Regions from separate parts of the Mus musculus genome. Here region 2 is linked to region 1. Evidence: chromatin contacts called from public HiChIP or PLAC-seq data. All regions are on one chromosome and are shown on one strand. The core of a region is the stretch at or near the end of the contact, and the rest is flanking DNA. Distances in the headings are between cores, read along the strand shown. Region 1 holds the start of Gm30223 (predicted gene, 30223). Region 2 overlaps Gm30340 (a long non-coding RNA gene).

The links. HiChIP or PLAC-seq counts read pairs in DNA pulled down with a chosen protein or histone mark.
Region 2: a contact with region 1 is called in an H3K4me3 HiChIP or PLAC-seq map of embryonic forebrain, with 12 times the contacts expected there. The contact joins two enhancer-like sites. A contact is called at or near these places in 2 of 39 promoter capture datasets (cranial neural crest and maxillary cranial neural crest) and 3 of 115 datasets of contacts at active chromatin or transcription factors (embryonic forebrain, embryonic hindbrain and forebrain).

Annotation. Positions count from the first base shown.
Region 1 is chr3:16,815,977-16,822,253 of GRCm38.p6, forward strand. It overlaps Gm30223 (predicted gene, 30223), which reads left to right and starts at 1,118. Exons shown (of 4, transcript NR_153388.1): 1 at 1,118-1,168. Within about 2 kb of position 4,760, at least 7 of the 459 cell types and tissues checked have an H3K27ac peak or open chromatin away from gene starts, as enhancers often do. A contact at or near this core is called in embryonic forebrain, where this site is marked.
Region 2 is chr3:17,580,279-17,586,675 of GRCm38.p6, forward strand. The region is part of intron 2 of Gm30340 (a long non-coding RNA gene); the gene reads right to left. Among named protein-coding and RNA genes, the nearest start is that of Gm30340, 200 kb to the right of the region's middle. Within about 2 kb of position 2,428, at least 6 of the 459 cell types and tissues checked have an H3K27ac peak or open chromatin away from gene starts, as enhancers often do. A contact at or near this core is called in embryonic forebrain, where this site is marked.

The DNA of each region.
Region 1 (6,277 bases), core at 3,510-6,009:
TTGAAAATTGTATCAGTAAGTGTTCATATTTGACAGTCTACCACATGCACTGACAAAAAGGATGCTCTCAAGAAGAAAATGCATTAAATCTCTAGTAAATCAAGGTGAATTAAGATGCCACGGAGCACTTATTATTTTCATGCACAGCAACAATGACTTTTCAAAGATGAGATTCAGTGCATGGTGTTTACAAATGTGAGGTGGGTTAGGTTGGTGGAGACAGTTATCCAAGAGGATGAGGCTGATGTTTAAACTGGACAGACATATGGATAGGGGGAAGTGATAGGAAACCTGCTACTGTTAAAAAACCAGTAGGAGACAGGATGCATAGAAGAAACCTGCAGGAGACCGGGGTGATGTTTGCAGCATATGGGAAGACACAGTCATCCAAGAAAGGTGGCACCTTCGTATGCCAGCAGACTTTCTGCTCAACTTGATATTAAAAATGTGCTAAAAGAACCTATTTTTTTTTTAGAATAACCCTCAAAAGTTGAGAAATCTCTTTGGGTTACGTCTTTTATAAATGAAGGAAAATATTGTGGTTGCACATAAATATATAAATATTTTAACACTTTAAAAGCTAGTAGGACCCATTTAAATGATTACTTGTCAAATGAGTATATTTCACATCTCTGGATCTCTCTTACAAGCTAAATGCATGGAAGCCTGTATTAATTCTCTTCTGTCTAAACAGTACCCTAGTGTTTTACTGACTGAAGAATGTAGAGGAATAAAATTGCCAGTTTATCATCATTCCTTCAATTAATGCACAGATTAGAATCACTAGGACAAATGTAACATGTGCTTATTTAATTTATTATTTTGGCACAAAGTGTTTTCTGCAGTTTTGTGAAGGTGAACATAACCTGGTATTCTATTCCTTCTTGTTATATAAATTGTTAGCATAAAAATTAAAAAACAAAACAAAACAAAATCCCAATAGCATTCCAAGCATGCTCTTTGCTGAAATAAAGGCAATACAATGCAATCTGAAGTCCTTCCAACAGAGGGCTGTATGTGCTTGATTTAGACGAAGAAGGGGCATTAAAAAAAAAAAAAAGATTTGGATTTAGGTTGCTATAGTAAATTCTGTATTACACTTAAAAATAGAACTGATAAAAATGGAGTCAGTGGAGTTGAACGGGGAAGAAGCATCCTAAGATGAAATGTAAGATCCATTCTTACAAGACAGAATTTTATGTCTTAGAATTGATGTTCTTTTTAAAAGACAAAATGTATTTTAGCATCTATAAATAAGAAAGTAGGCAAATTGGAGATAATCTGTGCTTTAAAGTACTATTAATATTACCCCAATTGGATATATTTTTTAAAAAGAGAGGGAGCGATTGTATGTATTCTCTTGCAGAGGCTTTCTATCTCTGCCATTGGAGAATAGCTGATTGTTGTTATAAACAAATGTATTATGTATATAAAATGAAGCTAAATATTTAATATGCAGAATATATGTTTGTATGCATGCACAATGCAAAACCGTTTCTAAGATATTTTACAAAGAGAAATGATAGTGTTTTAAAAGGTGGGGCACAGAAGCACTAGAATAAGCTAAAATGAATTGTATACTTCTTTGTGCTAGGCCAGGTTTGTAATTCTATTTCAGATTGCAGAGGCTTACAATATATCTATTGTAGTAAAACAAGAAATAAACAAAACCCATAAATTATCTCTAGAATCTAGCGAGATCTTTGTCTTTCAATTTTAAGAAATGCTTTATTTTATTGGATTTCTTTTGTGGGCTTTGAAATGTTTATGACCTTCTGTAAGCAGAAAGCTCTTTCAAATTTTAACCCTCTTCTTACATGTAGTTAAAAATTCTTGTTTCATTTAATGCAGAGCTAATTTAGTGACATTACTAGTATTCTACTGAAATAAATCATTTTGCTATTTGACAATATTTCCTAAGTTATATTTCCCTAAAATTCTAAACTAATCCCTTTAAAATAAATTCTAGATACTATTTTGAACAAAGGCCTCATTATAAATGCTTCTATTTCTGCAAATGCATTTCTTTATGAGTCTTTTTTAATGCAATGGAGATTGACAAAGTACAGTTATGGTAAAGCACTAGTAGCTAGAATATAATAATACATAATAATCCTATATTTATATCTTTTGTGTTTATAATTCCTGTTAAAAACACAAATACTTATTACTTATATAATAATTTTGATCTTTTACATTTTTCACTATATAATTATACATAAATTTGCTAATAAATACTAATAAGTGATATGTGTTTATTAAAGCACAAGTCCCTACTATAATCTGTTATGAAGCAAATAAAATTGTGTTTGGTTACCTACAGTACTGCTTTCATTCCTGTTGTTTTATTAATTGGTTCTTTGATAAAGCAGAAATATTGCATTGTATAAATTGTTGCAGCCTGGATATTCTCATGAAATCTGAACAACCATTTCTTCATTTCCATTTGCCTTTTGCCTTTTGCAGTAACTGAGGAGGGGAGATGTCTGTTACTACCCAAAGAATATCCAACAGAAAATATGTGCATGAATAAGAAATATTTTTAAAATATTTTTGAGGTACTTTTATTAAAATGAAATATTTTTTGAGGGGAACACAGATTTTGAATTTCTTAATTAAGGTTCAATAGCTGCAAACATCTTCAGCTTCAAGAGACTGCTATTTTTCTGTTGTTAATTTTCACATGTATTTGTGAAATCTCTAAGTGAAAAGTCTTCCAGAACACTCTCCTCTTTTTATGTTGTATTACTTTACTTGGCTTATATTTTACGCACTAATATTAAGATTAAAGACAAAGCACTGTACCTTTAAGTCATAACCCAAGAGTACAAAGAGAAAGACACTCATGGTGCTGATCTACCCAGCATCTTCCTAAAACAATTGCCCCCATTTTATTTGTCATAGAATCCAGGCAATAACTAATGTTTTGCTTATTATTTTTACTCAGAAAAGATTGCATTCATAACCATATAAAATGCTGAATAAGAATAATGTGGTTTTGTCCTGAACTCAATTTTGATTAAAGGTGAGAACAACTAAGTTGCAAGTATACTCATATATAATTCCAGCTACATGTATTTACAGGTAACTATTTTAAAAGCTATTTAAAATATTTTAAATGATATTCGGTATCATATTTATACCAAGATATAAATCAGAATTATTTGCATCTGTAAATATTCCTTTTATGGCTAAACAAAAAGCAAAACACTTATATTTTTCGAAAAGGGCACACAATGCTAATGGTTTGCTCTGCGCACCTGCCAGCTTGGTTTGCAGTTTAAGCCACCCTGGAAATTCTCATTTCTTTGTGCAATATTTTATTCTGTGCTTTTCTTCAGGGCAGATTGGTTCTGCCTGCACTTTATTTCTGAACCCATGTTCATTCAAAATGGACTGCCAGACATAAATGCTCTATCTAGTGTTGCCACTGCTGCTGCAGGGGCTGCTGACTAACAGCACCCCTCCCCCAACCAGCTCCTGACCCATTCTCCTGCCCTATCCTTTGTTGACAATGGTAGTCCATTGTCAACAAAGAGTGTACAATTGTGGAATACTCAGCAGCAATTTTGGTAATGTTTTGCTTTGAATATTTTGAAAGTATTTTTGAAGTCTATAAATAGATGTGCCCCAAGCTTTTCCTTTTTCTTGATTTTAATATTTGGAGATGAGCTCTCATCCCACAGGGCAGCCTCGGGGACTGCAGTGGCTGGAATGCTTTCAGAGAACAAATGTGGCTCTGTGGCTCTCTTTTCATAATAATATCAACATCATATAGATTTAATAACAGGGTGATAGAGGACATTTTGATGATGGGGCAAATTCTCTGATCTGCCAAGGAAAGCATCTGATTCTCTCATGTACCAATTAATTATTGAAGCAACTGGAAATAATAGGCTACTCTGCTTGCTTCTTTCCTGCAAAGGAATGGAGTTGGTGTGGTGGTGGTGGTTTGTGTGTGTGTGTGTGTGTGTGTGTGTGTGTGTGTGTGTGTTTGCACAAGCATACATGTGAGCACTTGTCTGTGTTCAATAAGGAATCTTGGGCAGAAATTTCTTCACTGTGTTCTTAAAGATTATAGGGACGTTATCTGTACACGTCTGGTATGACAATAGTATTTCTAAGGAATAGGAATGCAATCTTTCTTTTTCTTTTTCCTTTTTTGAATTATTTTTTCATCCACACCCTTGATGGACCTCATTGTGAATTATTGTGTTTTATTTTAATGTCTACTTCTCATTTACTAGCACCTTTTTTGTTTTGTTTTGTTTTACAGCCCACTCTCTAAGGCAGGCACTAGATCAGTTGAGAAGAAAATCTTGTTTTGCTTTATGCCTCAATATGCATCATCCTCCTGCATACATAGATTGCCTTGGTATAATCTGGTTACTTTACAAAACTATTCCATGATATTCAGACTTGAGTCATCTTTCGCCCTAGAGTCTGTGGTTCTATAAACTTTTTAGATAGAGGGAGGTTGGATTCTTGGATTATTGTAAATTTGTTGCTTTCTATTGTGACAATAGTGTTTATATGCTTGACACCCTCATAATAATATTAAGCTCAATTTTTTAGTGTGATGTACTTTATACATTTGTATAAATGTCACAGCCTGTAATCACTTTCTTTGTCATCGACGATTAATCTAAAAAAATCGAATAATTCACTGCCCCTTGCCATTTACATATCGTCTGCTGCCATCTGCTCTTCTCAGCAGCAGTAAATGATGGGTAATTAACTCAGTGCCTTTGTCTTTCCCTTGCTGAATGTCTGACACATATAGATTTTCCTCTCTGTGCGGATGTGTGTGTATATGTGCATGTAAGAGGAAGAGGGAAGTGGTAAAGAATAAAGTGCAAGGGAGAATGAATGATACTTCACGGATGCATGCCAGCATGATATCATTGAAGGAGAGAAAGGCAAAGCAAGGTTCAGAGGAGTGGCCAAACTTCATGACCTCACATTTTAACCAAACCAAGATGAAGAAACACTACTGGAACTATGACTTTCTTGCACAATTGAGAGATTTTTCTAAAACCTTGAAAGCCAAGGTAATAATGGAAAGCCAAGGAAAGACTACAAAATCCTTTTGTTAATCAAGATGCGAAAAAAGATCATGCAAATGTGATGAAGTATACAATAACCACCACTAGCTTAAATACTCTACTTGACTTCTACACTGGGGGTAAATCTGTGTTGGAGAAATGATGCATAAGATAAATCTCAGATGGACTTGATGCTTGACCTATCTCTAAAAGCACAAAGTGTCAAGGAAAACCTAGAAGGACTCAGGAGACTCAAATTGTGTTGAAAAGCTGCTTTGAAAAGAAAATGAGATTTCTTCCCTGGATTTCTACAGATTTCCACTAAATAGATTAATTATTTCTTTCAGACGTCTCCCTTCACACAGGAGATATAATATTATTGGGACAATTCTTACTTGAAACACCTATCTTTCATTTTGCAATAATTTTCTGAATTGTGGCTGAGTTTGATAACACTAAAATTTGAAAATACTAAAAACTAGAAAGGGAAAATTAAGGGAAACTTATAATTTAGCTTTGTTTTAATCCAAAGTAAAGTTAGAATATACCCTGAGTTCCAGAGTATGACCAGAATCTCTTCTACATAAAATTCTTAAGGCTTCTTCTGACTAATGTTGATATACATGTACTATCTCTAACTTAAGCAAACTAAAGTTTGCTCATTTCATTTTTTCCATTCACACACACACACACACACATACACACAAAGAAAATATATTTCATTCACTCAGTAAATCTAAGAAATAATCTATAATGATGTAAATCATGACCTAATACCTAACCATTCACACTGGCAAGGTCTTTAGTAGTTTTGCCATTTGGTGTGCTCACAATCCCCAAATTGCTAGCAGATATAGACCTATCAGTACAGAATACAGGCAAATTCCAGGAACTTAACTTCCATATGCACACAATATTTTCCCATGCAGTCCAACCCCAGTATCTCAAATTTCCTATCTTCTGAGTGGTTATAAGAGTGTACTTGCATTTTTCTGTCATGAAAGTAATGAACGAATACCTGAAAACATTGATAGTTCTGCTTAATTTCAGTCTTTTTAATAACTCTTGCTTCATTTGTTCTATCATCATATGAGTTCTCCAGGTTAAATTATGTGTCCATAATCATAAAACAACTGGGCTTCCACAGAAGGTCATTCAGTGGGTAGATTATATTGTTCTCCATTAGTTTGAAATGTCTTATGGAGATGAGTGAATACAGGTATTAAGTGATG
Region 2 (6,397 bases), core at 1,178-3,677, 760 kb after region 1:
AGGGTCATCTGTGGCCTTTATTGAAGATCCTTTTACTTATTTTAAGCCATGATTACATTCACTAATGTTTCTCAGAGTAACCAGGATTTTCTCCCTCCCTTCATTTTGGAGCTTATTCCTAATTTTCTATTTAAAGCTCCCCAGCATTTAAAAGTGCAGAGAACTTTAAAAAGTTAACTATCCATTCTGAGGGCATAATCACAGACACAATTCTTGTCTTTTACAAATAAAACAAATTAATTTACAATATCTCAATAATATCTAAAATAAATCTCCCCTTTTATAATCTTGCTTGATATGATCTTGCTTGATCACTTGTTTCCAGTGATTACATGCCAAGTCCATATAAGTTCCCAATTCGAGCAAAATACTAGTATATCTGGACATAGAGCACATAATATCTAGCTTGCTTTGTTTTTTTGATTACTCTTAGTTCATTTGAATTGTCCTCTAAAGTATATGTTCTTTGTCAATATCTAAAAGTAAAGAAAAAAATATAATATCTTTACTAAGGGTAAACAGATGAGGGCTGTGAGATAGCTCCGTGAGTGCTAAACATCATGACCTGAGTTCAGAACCCCAGCATCCATGGAAAAGCCAACAGACACACATGCCTCTATCCTGAGCACTGGGGTGTGACAAAATACATCCTTGAGGCTTCTTGCCAGTTTTTCTAGCCAAAACAGTGAGGTTTCAGGAACAGTGGGAGACCTATCCTCAAAATATAAAGCAGGGAGTAAAAGCAGACATCTAATGTTGACCTCTCCCCTCCATGTGTGCACAGGCAAGCACACCTATGAGGAAGTATATCCCTCTTTCTCTCTTTCTCCCTCCCTCCCTCCCATCCTCCCTCCCTCCCTCCTTCCCTCAAACAGTGAAAGAGAAAATGAGTAGATGAGATTACTAACTAAAAGAGAAGTTAAAACTAAGGACTACATAGGAAAATAAAAAGTTGTGTAATCAGTGTTACATTACTAAGCGACATTTTTTAAGTGAATACTTCAGATATACTTCAGATTTGTTTAAATAAATGTATAGCAGTACCCCATTCTGGCAGACCCAAAATGTGGATATATAATTAACCTTCAAACTGTCCGAACCAGTGTTCAGTCATCATCACCATGCCTCCAGTGATGTAAGCCCCAGAGGAAAACAAAATTCTTGTCGCTGTCTTTCTCATTTGTGGCCCCAAATCACACAGAGAAAATGAGGTTTTTTTTCCAGCTTCTTTTTCAATGCAGAATGCTGCCTATGAAATTTATTTTCACAGAATAGTAAACCAACTGAAATGCCTTCTGAATGATAATGTTTCAGAGTCTGGATTTAAGATCCTATTATTGCATATTGAAATGCAATTCAGATGTTCTACTGATCAGTTGAGACATTTTCTAAATTCTCTTGGCTGGCTGGTATATCATCAAATAATTATTACAAGATTCTTAGGCATACTAAATAATTACCTGCAGCATATAGGAGCTTTATCTTTTCAAGTGTCATCTTCGCCACATGCTTTTCTGCTTGACAAGATATTTTTCCAACTCATAACCTTAAATTACATTAAAAAGTTTGTTCTCTACCCTTGAGATGATGTTACATATAAGAATTTCCTATATTATCAAGGAAGTAAACCAATAACTGTCTGCACAAGCAGGTATAAGATATCCCTGACATTTTTACATACATAAATAAGAGGTATTTTCCCTCTACAAATTACATGAATTTTATCACTTTCTTTATTTTAATTACCTTTTTTATCTAGTAGCCATCTTTCCATGATTCTACATGGAAGTGTGTCATTTTTAGTGCAGCCTTTGACATTGTCTTACTTGCTAATATGCTCGTAATGATTAGACTGGAAAAAGTCAGCATTAAGGAGTCTGACTCCCTCAGATGGATATTTCTGGTCCACAGAACCAACAATGTAGTGTGTCTAAAAGACTTTCTATCTAAATACTGTTTATGTTATTTTTCAAGCACAGCATCTGAAAAATTTGTTTGTTCACTTTCACTCAAATGTTTAATTCTTTCATTGGTCCTTTTATCAAGTTACATTCCCATTTTAAGGCACATAGGATGTCCCCACCAAAAGGTACAGAATGGAAGCATAAAGTGAAACGTTAGCAAAAATACAATATGAAAATATTTTGAAGATTTTCGATAACAAGAAACATTTTAAATTTTTTATTTCTCCTTTGGAAGATAACAAGAACCACATATTTGATTCAAAAAATGATTTGAGGGTAAGAAAAGGCTTGTTTTATCTTGCCTGAGTAATAGGGTTTTTTTTTTTTTCCTTTGCTGAATTCTCTGCGTGAATAAGAGAGTGGCAGCCATTTTTTTTTCCCAGCTCAACATCAAAACGCCTTTCATCTGCTGTCTAAACGCAAACAAAGCAAACCTTCCGCCAGGCCTTTCTTTCCAGATAAATTAAAACTCTCGTGTCCTGGGGCCTAAATCAAGCCTACAGGCCTTCCCTAGATAAATCCGCTCTCAACCCGAAATCTTCTCAACACACGTGCTCCTTGTAAGATAATTTTGCAGTAGCTAATCAATAATGCAACAGTAAATTGCATTTAAATAAACATTAGCGGCCCCTCTTAATGAGTAAAACCTCATCTGCAATTTGTCAAAGTCGGAAATACTGGACTCTTTTGATATTCATTAGAATATTGGAAATTGGAGCTTTGACGGGTTTTATGTACGATTCAATTACCATCGTGTGTGCATGTATTTTTTAAAGGCATGCTTTTATACATTCTGGGAAAATATAGCAGAACATACAGCAAGTTTCTAGACTGAAATTCATATGTCTGCAACCACCCTGGTTAAATATATATGGAGATAATCCTGTTTTCCATTGCAAATTATGAAGCACCCAAGTTGGGTATACCTCGTTTAAAATTTCTGACTGTAGACAAAGAAAAAGTAAAAATTGTTCCTGTGAAGTGATAAGAAGACCCTGTGATTTGACGCTTCATAGATCTTTATTCCTCTCTTTCACCAAAAAAGTCCTCATTATTGGAGGAGTCCAGACTTAAGAGCAGAAAGTAATGAGACAGCTTGGCACGCAGAACTATTATCCTGAGCTTGTAAAAATGATTTCTAAAATTATACATTTTAATATTGATTAAGAATGCTCAGATATTAGAAACATCTGGTTTATTAAGTATAGCTTTGTGATATGGATTTCTGTCATTCTAAATTATGTTAACTGTAGAAAGCTGAATCTGAATCACTATTGCTCACAAAATCCTTAACAAAAGACTGAAAAGATTCTAAGACATATATGTGAGCCATACTGCATAAGAAACCAAGATTACAGCCATTTCTTGTAAGGGATGAGATAGCCTATGATTTAAACAAGATCCACCTGATATCATATTTTGTACCCTTAATGTGGCATTTTCTAGACACCTAGATTAAGGAATAAACTTGCAAGCAAAATTAACCCTATTGTGAAAGTATCTATATAAATATGTTCTGTTTTATAGGAATTCCAGTTACTATAGACATAAAATGGAATAATATGATATAGTGATTTTTTTAGAAGAAGGTAGCTATTTGCTGGGACTGTAACTGGAAATATTTTTTTAGTTAATTTAGTTACTTACATCCCAAATGCTGCCCTAACTCCCTCCCAGTCCCTGGTCCCCATGTCAGTGTCCCTCCCCTCATCCCCCCTTCTCTTTTCCTCTGAGCAGGGGAAAAGAGCTTTCTTTAAAGTTGTTTCTGGACTATAGGATCTATTCTCCAACAGAGCTGACTTTGTCTAGCCTCAGTAGGAGAGGATGTGCCTAACTCTACAGATACTTGATGCAACAGGCTGTGGGGATAGCTAGGGGCTCCTACCTAATTTGTATATTTTTTGTGTAATGTCATCATTGTAAAAAAAAGAACTGCTACAATTTTATAGACAAACAATGTACATACCAAAAGGTTCACCTAAGCACCATACAAGAAAGCAAATACCTATTTCCTCGGCTATATTTCAATTCACGTACCAAATGCCCATTCAATGTATCATCACGATAGTCTAGCAAAAAAAAATTATGGAAAGAATGCAAAAGTAATTCAGTGTGACCATTTTGAGCGCTAGACAAAAATCATTTGAAATATTTACACTTTCACACAACCAATTATTAGCAAAGGCAGGTTGAAATGGTATATTAAAAATATAATATAAGCATGAAAAACTAGTGAGTGTTCTAATTTGCTAACCTTTCTAATTTCTCGTATCACAGTAGTAAGGTACTCTTACTACTGTGTATGTCATATAGTGAATTAAAATTTATGGTGGTGTTATATGTGACAATCTTCAAGAAGCATGCTTGTTGCAACCACCAAACCCTTAGGAAATGTCTCCTGACATTTATCATATGTAAACATGCATTAGGCTATAAGACAAAGAAAACCATACAAAGACAACCATACCCAGGTCTTATGTCAGTTAGTAGTAACCATCTCTGATTGTAAAGAAAGAGAAAGGATGATATAATAACAGCAAATAAATGTGACGCTCCATCTCAAACTGTATTAACATATTTTTAAAAGGTTATAATGCCTTCATAAGAAGCAAAACAGTGGTGAGGGATGCACGAACTTTGATGACTGAGAATGAAAGGCATTTCAAAGACATGCATTTCTCTACCAGGTAAACATTTAAGATTATTTGTTAAATCATAAGTATTAAGCATACAGAAGGAAAACTGGAAAACTTAGGAGGCATTCAAGTAAGTCTTTATGCCTTTGAGCTAGGCTTCTTAAATGTGATGACAAGAACACATGTATTTTTTTTAAGTAGGTAAATTTTAATTCACTATGTTAAAAATAGAAACATTTGGGTCAGTGAGATAAGTGTGGGTAAATGCATTCTCTGTGCATGGCTGGCAGCTGGAGTTTCATCCTGAAAGGAGGTAGCTGACTTCTCAAGTTCTCCTTTGACTTCTATCCTTGCATCATGGTAGGAAAGCATCTGCATTCACAGATTTGTAACAAACACACACACACACACACACACACACACACACACACACACACAAATAGTAAAATTTAAATAAATAAATAAATAAATAAATAAATAAATAGCCATAAAATGGAAACTATGAAGAAAATAAAATCATAACTCATAGAATGCAAAACTTATTTACAAATTATGCATTTGATAAATGACTCAAAGCAGACTGGAGTTGAGTATTTCTAGTATATACAAAGCCAAAAGTTTAATCCCCTGAACTACAAAATGGAGAGGCAACTCACAATGAGAATGCTTAAAGAAAACTTACAAGTCAAATAGTTAAAAGATAAGTAGCCTAATTAAAACATGAGCAAATTGTTTTACTGCACATTTCTGCAGAAGCAGTGCACAAAAGCACCTAAAAATATCCTCAGTAATATTTGTCTAAGAAACATACACACAGTTCCCAGAACAGCACCTCTTCAAACCACAATCAAGAAAATGTATATTCATAAATGATAACACGGAAGTAAACTAATGAAATCCTTATACTCTATGAAAATATATATGAAGTGGTGTAGTTACTGCGGACTCTTACTAATTCAAGTTAAACACATAACTAAATATTTCTCCTTCTACATACATACCCAATGAAAATATTTTCATATAAAAACTGCCCATAAGTGCTTCATAGCAGTGGAATAAACTCAATGCCAATCAATTAATAAACAGTTTAACAAAATATATGATATCTGTATTATGAAATATTAGAGCAAGGAAGTAAAGTGTCTACCATACCATGAGTGACTCATTAAATACATTAACATTATTAAAACCAGTTGTACACAAAAGGGAAAAGCAAATGGTCTCCTTCTATGTGACCAATTCAGGTAAAACAAATTATGAAGATGAAAAGTAGGCTAAGTGACACGGTGACATACTCTGTAATTCCAAAGCTTAGGAAGGTGACAGAGAAGGATGGTGACAGATCTCTATAATACCAGTGCTTAAGAGGGTAACAGGGACAACTGCAATTCCAAGCCATTCTGAAAACTAAAACTAAGCTAGAGGTTTTTCAGGACAGGATTAGGGCAGAACAGAATGACCACTAATAGGTATAGGTTTTCTTTCTGAAGTGAAAGACATATTCTAAAAGATCACTGTGATGATCAAACAATTAAAATCTACTAAGCTGTACATTTATGAAAGCATAGGTTGAATAGCTGTATGGGTAGCTACACATATACAAATGATTGATTGAATTTAAGCATAAATTAATTAGGCACCCAGTTCTCTACAGAGCAGCTGTGTTACATTGTGGATGGTAGCTCTTGCTAGAGATCAAGTACTCATAAGTATTCAAACAGTACTAACATGGGAGCTAAGAGTCAAGGCTCTGTGATAAACTTGAATGAATCCTTCCTTGTCTACAGAGCTTAAAAG